2 separate regions of the Zea mays genome follow, and region 2 is linked to region 1. A link is a contact called in public Hi-C data. All regions are on one chromosome and are shown on one strand. The core of a region is the stretch at or near the end of the contact, and the rest is flanking DNA. Distances in the headings are between cores, read along the strand shown. Region 1 holds the start of LOC100273558. Region 2 holds the start of LOC109940230 (serine/arginine repetitive matrix protein 1).

Region 1 (4,770 bases), core at 1,040-3,539:
TCGGCCTCAGGAACTCGCCAGCTTCGGGAAACTCCAACGGTCACTTCACTATAATTCACCGGACTGTCCGGTGCGACTCAGGAGCAACGGCTATCTCCGCGCCAACGGCTCTCTGCAGAGCAATAAATGCGCGCGCAGCGCGCGCAGGAGTCAGAATCGCCCATGCTGGCACACCGGACAGCAAACAGTACATGTCCGGTGTGCACCGGACACCCAGGCGGGCCCACAAGTCAGAAGCTCCAACGGTCAGAATCCAACGGTAGTGATGACGTGGCAGGGGGCACCGGACTGTCCGGTGTGCACCGGACTGTCCGGTGCGCCATCGAGCAGACAGCCTCCCAACGGCCACTTTTGGTGGTTGGGGCTATAAATACCCCAACCACCCCACCATTCATTGCATCCAAGTTTTTCCAATTCCCAACTATTACAAGAGCTCTAGCATTCAATTCTAGACACATACAAAGAGATCAAATCCTCTCCAATTCCACACAAGGCCTTAGTGATTAGCGAGAGAGATTTGTCGTGTTCTTTTGAGCTCTTGCGCTTGGATTGCTTCTTTTCTTTCTCACTTGTTTTTGTGATCAAAACTCCATTGTAATCAAGGCAAGAGGCACCAATCGTGTGGTGGCCCTTGCGGGGAAGTTTTGTTCCCGGCTTTGATTTGAGAAGAGAAGCTCACTCGGTCCGAGGGACCGTTTGAGAGAGGGAAGGGTTGAAAGAGACCCGGCCTCTGTGGCATCCTCAACGGGGAGTAGGTTTGAAAGAACCGAACCTCGGTAAAACAAATCCGCGTGTCACACACTTCATTATTCGCTTGCGATTTGTTTTGCACCCTCTCTCGCGGACTCGTTTATATTTCTAACGCTAACCCGGCTTGTAGTTGTGTTTATATTTGTAAATTTCAGTTTCGCCCTATTCACCCCCCTCTAGGCGACTTTCAATTTTTATATGGAATTTTAATATATAGACAATGAGATATAGAGTATACCGTTAGAGAGAATAAGATATACCCCTCCCTCCTAAATTATAATTTGTTTGACATTTTTTTACCATGTTTGACTGGCTCGTCTTATTATTATTTCTTGCAAAAAATGGAAAATTCAAAGTCATTATAAAGCATATTATATATATTATATACTAAACAATATTACAGAAAGAACTATAATATTTATGATTTTTTTGAATAAGATGAGTCGATCAAATTTAGGGTTAAAAATTCAAACGTTTGGAACGAAATGAGTAGAATGTATGTCTTCAATCTATCTCTACCTAGCTTGGTATCGACTAAGGGTCTGTTTGGTTGGGCTGTGGCTGTGAAAAAAGTTACTGTGGGCTGTGAGCTGTGGAAAAAGCTGTTGTAGGCTGTAAGCTGTTAAAAAGCTAAAAACCGTTTGGTGGAAACCACTAAAAGTCATTAAAAATTCTTCGATATATGTTTTCACAGTTCCATCCGAAAAGCCACTAAAAGCAGGTCCAGGTGTGCTTTCAGATTTGCACTACGAGAAAGTCGGCTTTTAGAAAAAGCTGCTTCCTGGATCCAGCCCTTTGGTTGGCTTTTGGTTTTTAGAGGGGCAAAAGTCAAAGCCAAAAGTCAAACCAAACACACCCTAAGGTTGTCTCTAGCAACGTCCTCTATATCTATACTCTATATCTGTTTTTTTACAGTCTTCTCTAAAAGATTCTATCATTTATATCTTCTTCTATTTAACAACGTCCTCTAAATCACGTCCTCTATACTTAAATACATATATTAGAGACATTTTTATTTTTATTTTCTGTACATACGTATTTTTTATACTCTCAAATGTATTGTACATATTTTTGTTTTGCTAAACCGGTTATTTAAAGTATTCAAATGGATAAAGTATCATTTAGAGAAACTCTATATATATAGAGAATCCAGCAGCGTTCTCTAATTTTAGAAGACCATTTAGAGGACGCTGCTTGGAGAGCGTAGAGGACCGTTTGATCCTCTATATTTAGGGTAGAGGATCCTTTAGGGTCTATTGCTGGAGTCAGCCTAATACACAAGTAGATCCTACATGTAAATGTGCAATCACGTCCTTTAATCTATTGGATGTCTATTCAACGGTGGAACTAATAGAAGATTATTAATAAAATGGTACACACTGGTCCATGCTCGTGCAAGTCCTAGTGATCGAGTGAATCAGACACGGGCAGACTAGAGCTGTCTGGACTGGACAAGTATCCCATGCCGCTAGGCAAATATGCCGTATATATAGGTGTGGATTTTATGGATGTACATGTACTACGCGGGCAAAGCAAAGCATCGGTGTCTACCTCATTATTTTCGGAGTCCGAGTGGCGAAACCCGCCGCAGCTTCCACTGGGCAGTGCTCCACAGGCTCATATCCGATTCCGATCCCTAAGACCTCAGCCGCTGCGGCATCCACGGCCAACTCAAGCGCTGGCAACTGGCAAGGGCAGATGATCTGTGTATAGCACTCGCTACCTTCTCTTGATTTCCCCCTCAGGTCGCTGACCAAGGGTCCTGTCCGCCATGGATGCGGAGCGAAGCTCTGCACGCAGCGCCACACCTTTTGGTCCGCCGTCCGATCGCCACCGCTAGACGCCACGCCTGCGTTGCCTTCCCGGCTGAATCGCCGATTCCCTTGGCGGTCTAGTGCCTGCGGTCGGCGCCAGACGCCGGCGAGGTAGCCGCGAGACACAGGTACGGGTGCCGAACGGGAACGGCTGCTGCCCGCCGAGCCGTCGACTGCCTGCCTGGAGCCTTGACTGCGCAAGCGCAGCTGCCGTGTGTTGAGTGCTGAGTCGCCGACTCCACCAGGTACGGCCCGACTGCCGGTACACTCTGTGTGGTATTCTTTTCAATTTCTCTTGACTCTTTTTTTATTTAATCTGTTGGATGGATCATGGTTCATGGATAGTTTACTTATGCAGGTGGCCAGCGATTGCTTTGCTGCTCCAGGAAAGAAGCCAAAAAAAAACACGAAGAATTAAACATCGATTGAAAGGGAAAAGACAATGCCAAGCCTGAACTGAGAGGCGCACACTGGATTTCGCATCAGTTCATGTCGTTCCTTACACCGTCAATTTGACGAATCACCTCGCCACGCCGCCTTGATTTTGTTTTGTCCTCCGCTTCTGGCCGGGCTCAGTTCAGCTGTATGGTATTGGTATCGCCATGTCAAGCGACCTCTCCACACGCTCCTCGCCTTCCTCCTCCACCGCGTCGCCTTCCGACGACTCGCGGCGGCAGGAGCAAGGCCAGGCGGCGGGTAACGCCAGCGGGAGCCGGCGGTGGCGGTGGCGCCTCGGGCTGGGCGCGGCGTGGGCGCTGGACCCGCGGGCGAGGTGGGTCCGGGACTGGAACCGCGCCTACCTCCTGGCCTGCGCGGCCGGGCTCATGGTCGACCCGCTCTTCCTCTACGCCGTGTCCCTGAGCGGCCCGCTCATGTGCATATTCGTCGACGGCTGGCTCGCCGCCGCCGTCACCGCGCTGCGCTGCGGGGTGGACGCCATGCACGTGTGGAACGTCGCCACGCAGCTCCGCACCGCCAAGGCGCCGCCGGGTAAGCGCGTGGCCGGCGACGAGGAGCAGCAGCAGACCGTCGCCGAGGCCGCGCGCAAGCTCCCCGAGGACGCGGCGTCCAGGAGGGGGCTGTTGCTGGACTTCTTCGTCATCCTTCCCGTGATGCAGGTGCGGTGCTCTGCTGGTTTAGATTATTCGCTAGTCAATGTTATTGCTTGTTTTTTTCGATCTGAGTGATGACAAGGCAGTAGGCACTGATTAGGTAGATTAGCCATTACATGATGCCTGAGCTTCATCGACGGCCGATGGCCGACCGGTAATAAACTAAACTAGAATAGGAAGCGCCCTCTCGGGTAAATATATACTATTTGACGGTAAAATCAAATCGCCAATAGAACAATATACCAATTAGGAATTCCCAGCATGTCTCTTGGCATGAAAAAATGTAAGGGGGTGTTTGGTTTCTAGGGACTAATGTTTAGTCTCTACATTTTTTTCCATTTTAGTTGCAAAATTGCTAAATATAGAAACTAAAACTCTATTCTAGTTTCTAAATTTGACAATTTATAGTCTAAAATGGAATAAAATAATGGGACTAAACATTAGTCCCTACAAACCAAACACCCCCTAAGTAAATGCCTTAAACCATTGGCCACAAAGAATACACTATCCCGTTCTTGAATATTTGTCGTACCGCTAGTTCATTTTTGAATTATAACACGACTAACAAAAAAGACCGGAGTGAGTACTATTGGACTGAGTACTACTGACTTTCAGTGAAATCTAGAGACCATCATTGAGTCTCTAAGAAAAACATGACAAATAAAAAATATATAAGAAAAGCATGAAGAATTATGTAACTGAAGAATAATTCAACAGGACATCCACATATATAGTTTCAGATCGCCAATCAAGATGCATGGTCTATAACTATAATCATGCACTCTACTGTAAGTGCTAACGTGGTCTCCCGAATAAGTTGTCACCCACACAGGGCACAGCTTGGAGTTTTCCTGATTGCATTACCCTGTCCAAACTGTTCTTGCCAGGAACATTATTCCTCCTCGTGTTCCATCTTCTAAACAAACTGCATCCTGCCATGATTCGATGATCGACCTCATGTCGCTAGCACTGCCCTGGCCAGCAGACCGGCACGGCGATGCGATCGGTGTCGCGAGTAGGGCCTGCGTGCCATAGTTTCTGCTTGTCCTGACGCACATGATTGTTTTGGTGCCGCGCCGCGTCTGTCTGTGGCG
Region 2 (4,770 bases), core at 825-3,324, 140 kb after region 1:
GAACCACGGGATAACTTGCGTGTCTCTTGTGATTGCTTTTCTATGTGATTATTGTGACTCGCAAGAGCTCGATCTATAGCCACTTGGTTTTATCATTCTAACACTTAACCAAGCTTTGTGGCTATTAGTTGTTGAATTTTACAGGATCACCTATTCACCCCCCTCTAGGTGCTCTCAATTACTTGTGTTAAACCCTATAAGCTTTACACTTAAGGGATCCGTTGGAGTGGTACCATGGGACTATAGGGTGCATCTCTTGATGCAGAAGCTTGAGGGCATGTTGAAAGCCTAAATCCTCAGTGGCCTCATAGACGACGACCATCGTTCGCTCTGGGTTATGGAATTCTAGCCCTTATTGGCCTCGTTAAGGAACGAGCTCCATGTGAGATCGGGGGTTGTGGTCTTTCTTCTTCTAGGGTCATAGAACTGTTGTTGCAAAATGTCATTTGAGACATCGTTGGGTGGGCATCCCTAGTCGGAGTGCTCCTGATTAGGGTGTTGTTGGAAGTGCACTGTCAGGTCCTTAACTATCTTACATCCGGTTAGGTCATGGGTACCTGACCTATGCACAGGCAGTACTTCCTAGTGCCCTAGGGCACTGGGTGGGGCTACTTCTAGCCTCGGGGCATGTTCACTAACGCTTTTCGTGATGGCATAGACCCCCATAAACCTTCCCTTTTTCTTTTTTGGGGCTTGGTTTGGGAGGGTCGATGCCTAGCGGCTCTAATCGCGTCTTGTGGGGGAGCATGTCATGCTGTACCAACTATTGTTTGTGTGCACTTGTCTATTAGAGATAGCAACTCTCTAACATGTGGGACAAATGCCAACTTTAATTTTAAATTTATTTTTGTGGGGATGGGCCATCACACGTTTTGTCACTGGGTCCTCGCGTATCATAGAACAATTACATTATATCATCAAATATGATTGGTGTGCTGGTTCAATACGCGAGCATTGTACTAGTTGGTCACAAACTATTGGTAGAGTTCTTCCTGCACGACGGAGGGTGGGGGAGCGATACATTGCGCCTTTTGGAGATGGTATAATGTGTTGTCGTCATCCGTATGCCGCTGGCTTGCTTGCAGCGCCTCTGTAGACATTATCCCACTATGTGTTGTGCTCAGGTCACTGTCGTCGCTCGCCACATCTGTGATCCACGCTCTAGTGCCGTCACTCACTCGCCATGCACTGCTCTCACGTACAAGTCGGTGCTCGCTGGATCCGTTGTCGTGCCTCCTGCTGACCACCGCTAAGCGAAGGAAAGGAGTTGAAGGAGCCATTGAGCAAGGAGGGGTCGGGTTGGGGTTCAGGATGAGTAAATACTATGCCAACAATACTGTTTGACGTATGATAAGGGGTGTTTGGTTTCTCAAACTAAAGTTTAGTTCATGTCACATCAAATTTTTGAAAATCGATTACGAGTATTATATATAGCCTTAATTAGGTTTAATAAATTCATCTCGGCTTTTAGTATTCATATGTGTAGTTATTTTATAATTAGACTATATTAAATACCCGTAATTATTATTTAAATATTCGATGTGATAGAGACTAAACTTTATTTGGATATCACCTAAGTGTTGGGCCTTTTGTTCCCAGATGATGGTGGTTAAAAAATACCGCTTAATGACATTTTAAGAGTTATTTTTGAAAATTGTCAGAGAAATTGTTCATTGTTGGTTTCAATTATATGGCAATCTCGATTTTTACATCGTGATAAAATTGAAATAGGAAATTGCAATGTTTAGATCTAATTAACTAATTTGTTAGAGTTCTCTTTTTAAAATATTACTCCTATCAACGAAGAAAGAAATATATAGAGAAGACATTAAAGTTGCTCCTACATGCATAAAACTATTAGGACTGATTTGGTTATTAGTAAATTGAAGTAGATCCATGAAAAATAAATCCTCTTGTTATTCAAGTTTAAATAGTAAAGTAATTTCTTCCTATAGATCCCTTTAAGTCACCGAACCAGGCCTTAGTGGTTCTAAATCTTTTAAATGTGTTTTTAATGGAGTACAATTTTAATCGTTGGAACTGCCCTGACAAATCGAGCTGATTAGTTAAGCACCCTTCGTCAGAGAGATAACAGACGTTGGCCGGTAGTAGTGACTGGTTCAGCGCTTTTGACTCCCGGTCTCCCACCACAGCTGCTCTGCTCCTCACGCAACTCGAAGCGCAACGGAGGGAAACCCAACACCCCACTGCCACACTCCCCTCCCCTCGGCTTTGTCCAGTCTCCACTTTTTTTCTCCCAGCACCACCAGATCGCGGGAAATGTCCGTATAGCCTCAGCAAGAAGCAAGAAGCAAGAAGCAGTCGGGAGGCAATGGGTTGCTGCATCAGCAAGAAGTGCGACGAGCCGCCGGGCACGGCGGCTGGGGAAGTTTCCCGGCGTCGGTCGGAGGCGCGCGACCCGCCGCCGCCCCCGCCGGAGGAGGAGACGGTGAAGGAGGTCCTCTCGGAGACCCCGAAGGCCAAGCCGAGGCCCAGTCCGAGGCGCGTGGCTGCGTCGGCGGGGAAAGAAGCAGGGGAGATGGGGGCCAATGCGAAGCTTGGCACTGCTAGGGCGAAGGATTGTGGTGGTGGTGGCGGCGGCGGCAGGGCGCGTCGGGCGGTGGGTCCGGCGCGTTCCGGGCCGTCGGGCGACGAGAAGTCGGAGGTGGCGTCCGAGTCCTCGGCCGCGACCACCGCGGCGGGCCCCGAACGGTCCCCGGCGAAGGCGTCCAGGAGGCGGGCGGCAGCCGAGGCCGCGCGCGGCGCCAGGCGGGACCGAGGCGCCGGCGGCGGGCGCCCACCACGCGGCGGCCGCGCGTCCCCCTCGCCGCCGCCGCCGCTGCAGCAGCGGCGGCGCGATGCCGGGGAACGGGCGGCGCGGAGGTCTCCGTCGCCCGCGGCGAAGCGGACGCAGGAGCAGCGCCGCGCGGGCGCCGCCTCTGCGACTGCGACACAGCGTAAGCCGCCTGTCCCCACCAGGCCCTGTGGCCGCGCGTCGCCGCGGCGTGGGCAGCAGGCGCCTCCCGAGCCGGCGCAGCCACGCGAGCCTGAGGATAGTGCATCTCCGCCGCCGGTGCAACCAGAGGAGAATGCCGGGTCCACGACCACCGCGGTTGCCGGCGACGGTGAGGGGAAGGAGTCGCTGGACAACCCTTTGGTGGCCATGGAGTGCTTCATCTTCCTGTAGCACTAACCTTCTCCTGACCCGTTCTCCGCTGTCAGCAAATTACTCCACATAGTTTTAGCAGGAGTAAAGGTGGTGGTGTTGGTAGCAGCAGCAGGCAGTAGGCCAGTAGCAGCGTAATTTGGTGAGTAATAATCTCGTCGTGTAAAACGTTTCCCCCCTGGGCTGGCTTTTTAACCCCCGCGGGAGAAAAATTACTGGCTATTCCCGTAGAGCCTTCAGCCCGTCAGAATTCAGATCGCAGGGCTGGGCTCTGACGCGCTGTGCTGATGTATTGTCTGCACTCTGTAGAGTACCTCTCCGATTGTGCATGTCTACTTGTAATCTTCTGTTCCTTTTTGCAATGGCGAGTCATTCAGAGCTGGAAAGGCATTCCATCTGTTATAGTAGTATTGTTTTGCCGTTCTCTGTTACACTGCCCGCCCGATTCAATTTGCTCTGGCGGAACTGAAAAGCTTCTCCGTCTCACACACGTGTTCTTTTACTTTTACCGTTATTAGCACACCGTTAGCTCAATTTGCGGCGCAGCAGAGATGGATTTTGCGGTAGCCGTACAATTTTCGCAGTGTAGTCCATGAACCCAGGCCTCTCTTCAATTCTTCTCGTATATACTATTCGCAAAAGAAATGTGTATATGCTAGTAATAATAATACTAGCACAGTACTAGGATGGTCCAGAGTTCAAGAAATAGAACTGGCCACAGCGTCAGCGCTGCCGCTGCTAGTTTTCATCACTGCATGAACAGTACGTGGGAGAGAGGGAGTGCAGCAGCAGCAACACGCACTGCTTGCTGTGCCCAATAGTGGCTGTCTGAGAACACTTGTCTACCATTACGGCCCTGTTTGGCACAGCTGCTGCTTGTTGAAAAAGCAGCTTATCTGATAAGCTGGTGAAAAGCAGCTTCTGCTTGTTGGCTGCTTTTAGTGTATTCTGAGAAGCAGCTGAACTGATAAGCTGCTGCAGAAGCTAGCTGTTTGGCAGAACTTCTGCTTAAATTTGTGAAGAAGCTGAAAATAAGCTGTGCCAAACAGGGCCTACATCTCGGGTGTCGTTCAGGCGCGTTTCTGAGATTAGTATGGCAGATGGCACCGACGCGCCGTTCAGGGATCAGGATCACGAGAGACTCGGGGTCACGCTCGTTCAGGCGGGCAAGTCACGAACGCACGCGTGCCGCCGACCCGCACCCGGCTATCGCCGCTCCCGCCTCCCCGCTGCCCCCCAGGCTTCTTTCGCTTCCATAATGTTCCAATCGCGCCGGCACGTTGCTGCTGTGGCGTGTTGCGCACTTGCGCTCCCCGCCTCGGCGACGGTTCTGCTGCCCACTGCACTGCACTGCACCTACCGGGCTAGTCAGCTACCGAGACGTTTTCATCCGGTCGGCAGCTTCCACCGCGCGCGCGGCAGGCGGAGCAGATCGCACCGGCCGGAGCCGACGATCACCAGGACCGAAGCAGTGGGCCAAGGAGACGACGCATCGCCGGCCCCGATGCGGCCGGCGTGCAGGCAGCGAAGCGAGGCCGCTGCGCTTTTGCCCGCCACTCGCCCCACGCCCCCAGCCTTTGCGTTGCGCCTTTGCAGGTGTTGCA

Evidence for each region. A called contact is a pair of places that touch in the nucleus more often than the background predicts.
Region 2: a Hi-C map of tassel shows a contact between it and region 1, with 1.8 times the contacts expected there. The contact joins the promoter of LOC109940230 here to the promoter of LOC100273558 in region 1. A contact is called at or near these places in 2 of 25 Hi-C or Micro-C datasets (leaf and tassel).

Annotation. Positions count from the first base shown.
Region 1 is chr6:168,326,187-168,330,956 of Zm-B73-REFERENCE-NAM-5.0, forward strand. LOC100273558 reads left to right here and starts at 2,290. Exons shown (of 5, transcript NM_001147976.1): 1 at 2,290-2,809; 2 at 2,923-3,682. The coding sequence starts at 3,167.
Region 2 is chr6:168,468,416-168,473,185 of Zm-B73-REFERENCE-NAM-5.0, forward strand. It overlaps LOC109940230 (serine/arginine repetitive matrix protein 1), which reads left to right and starts at 2,075. Exons shown (of 1, transcript XM_020539608.2): 1 at 2,075-3,568. The coding sequence starts at 2,333. The coding sequence ends at 3,187.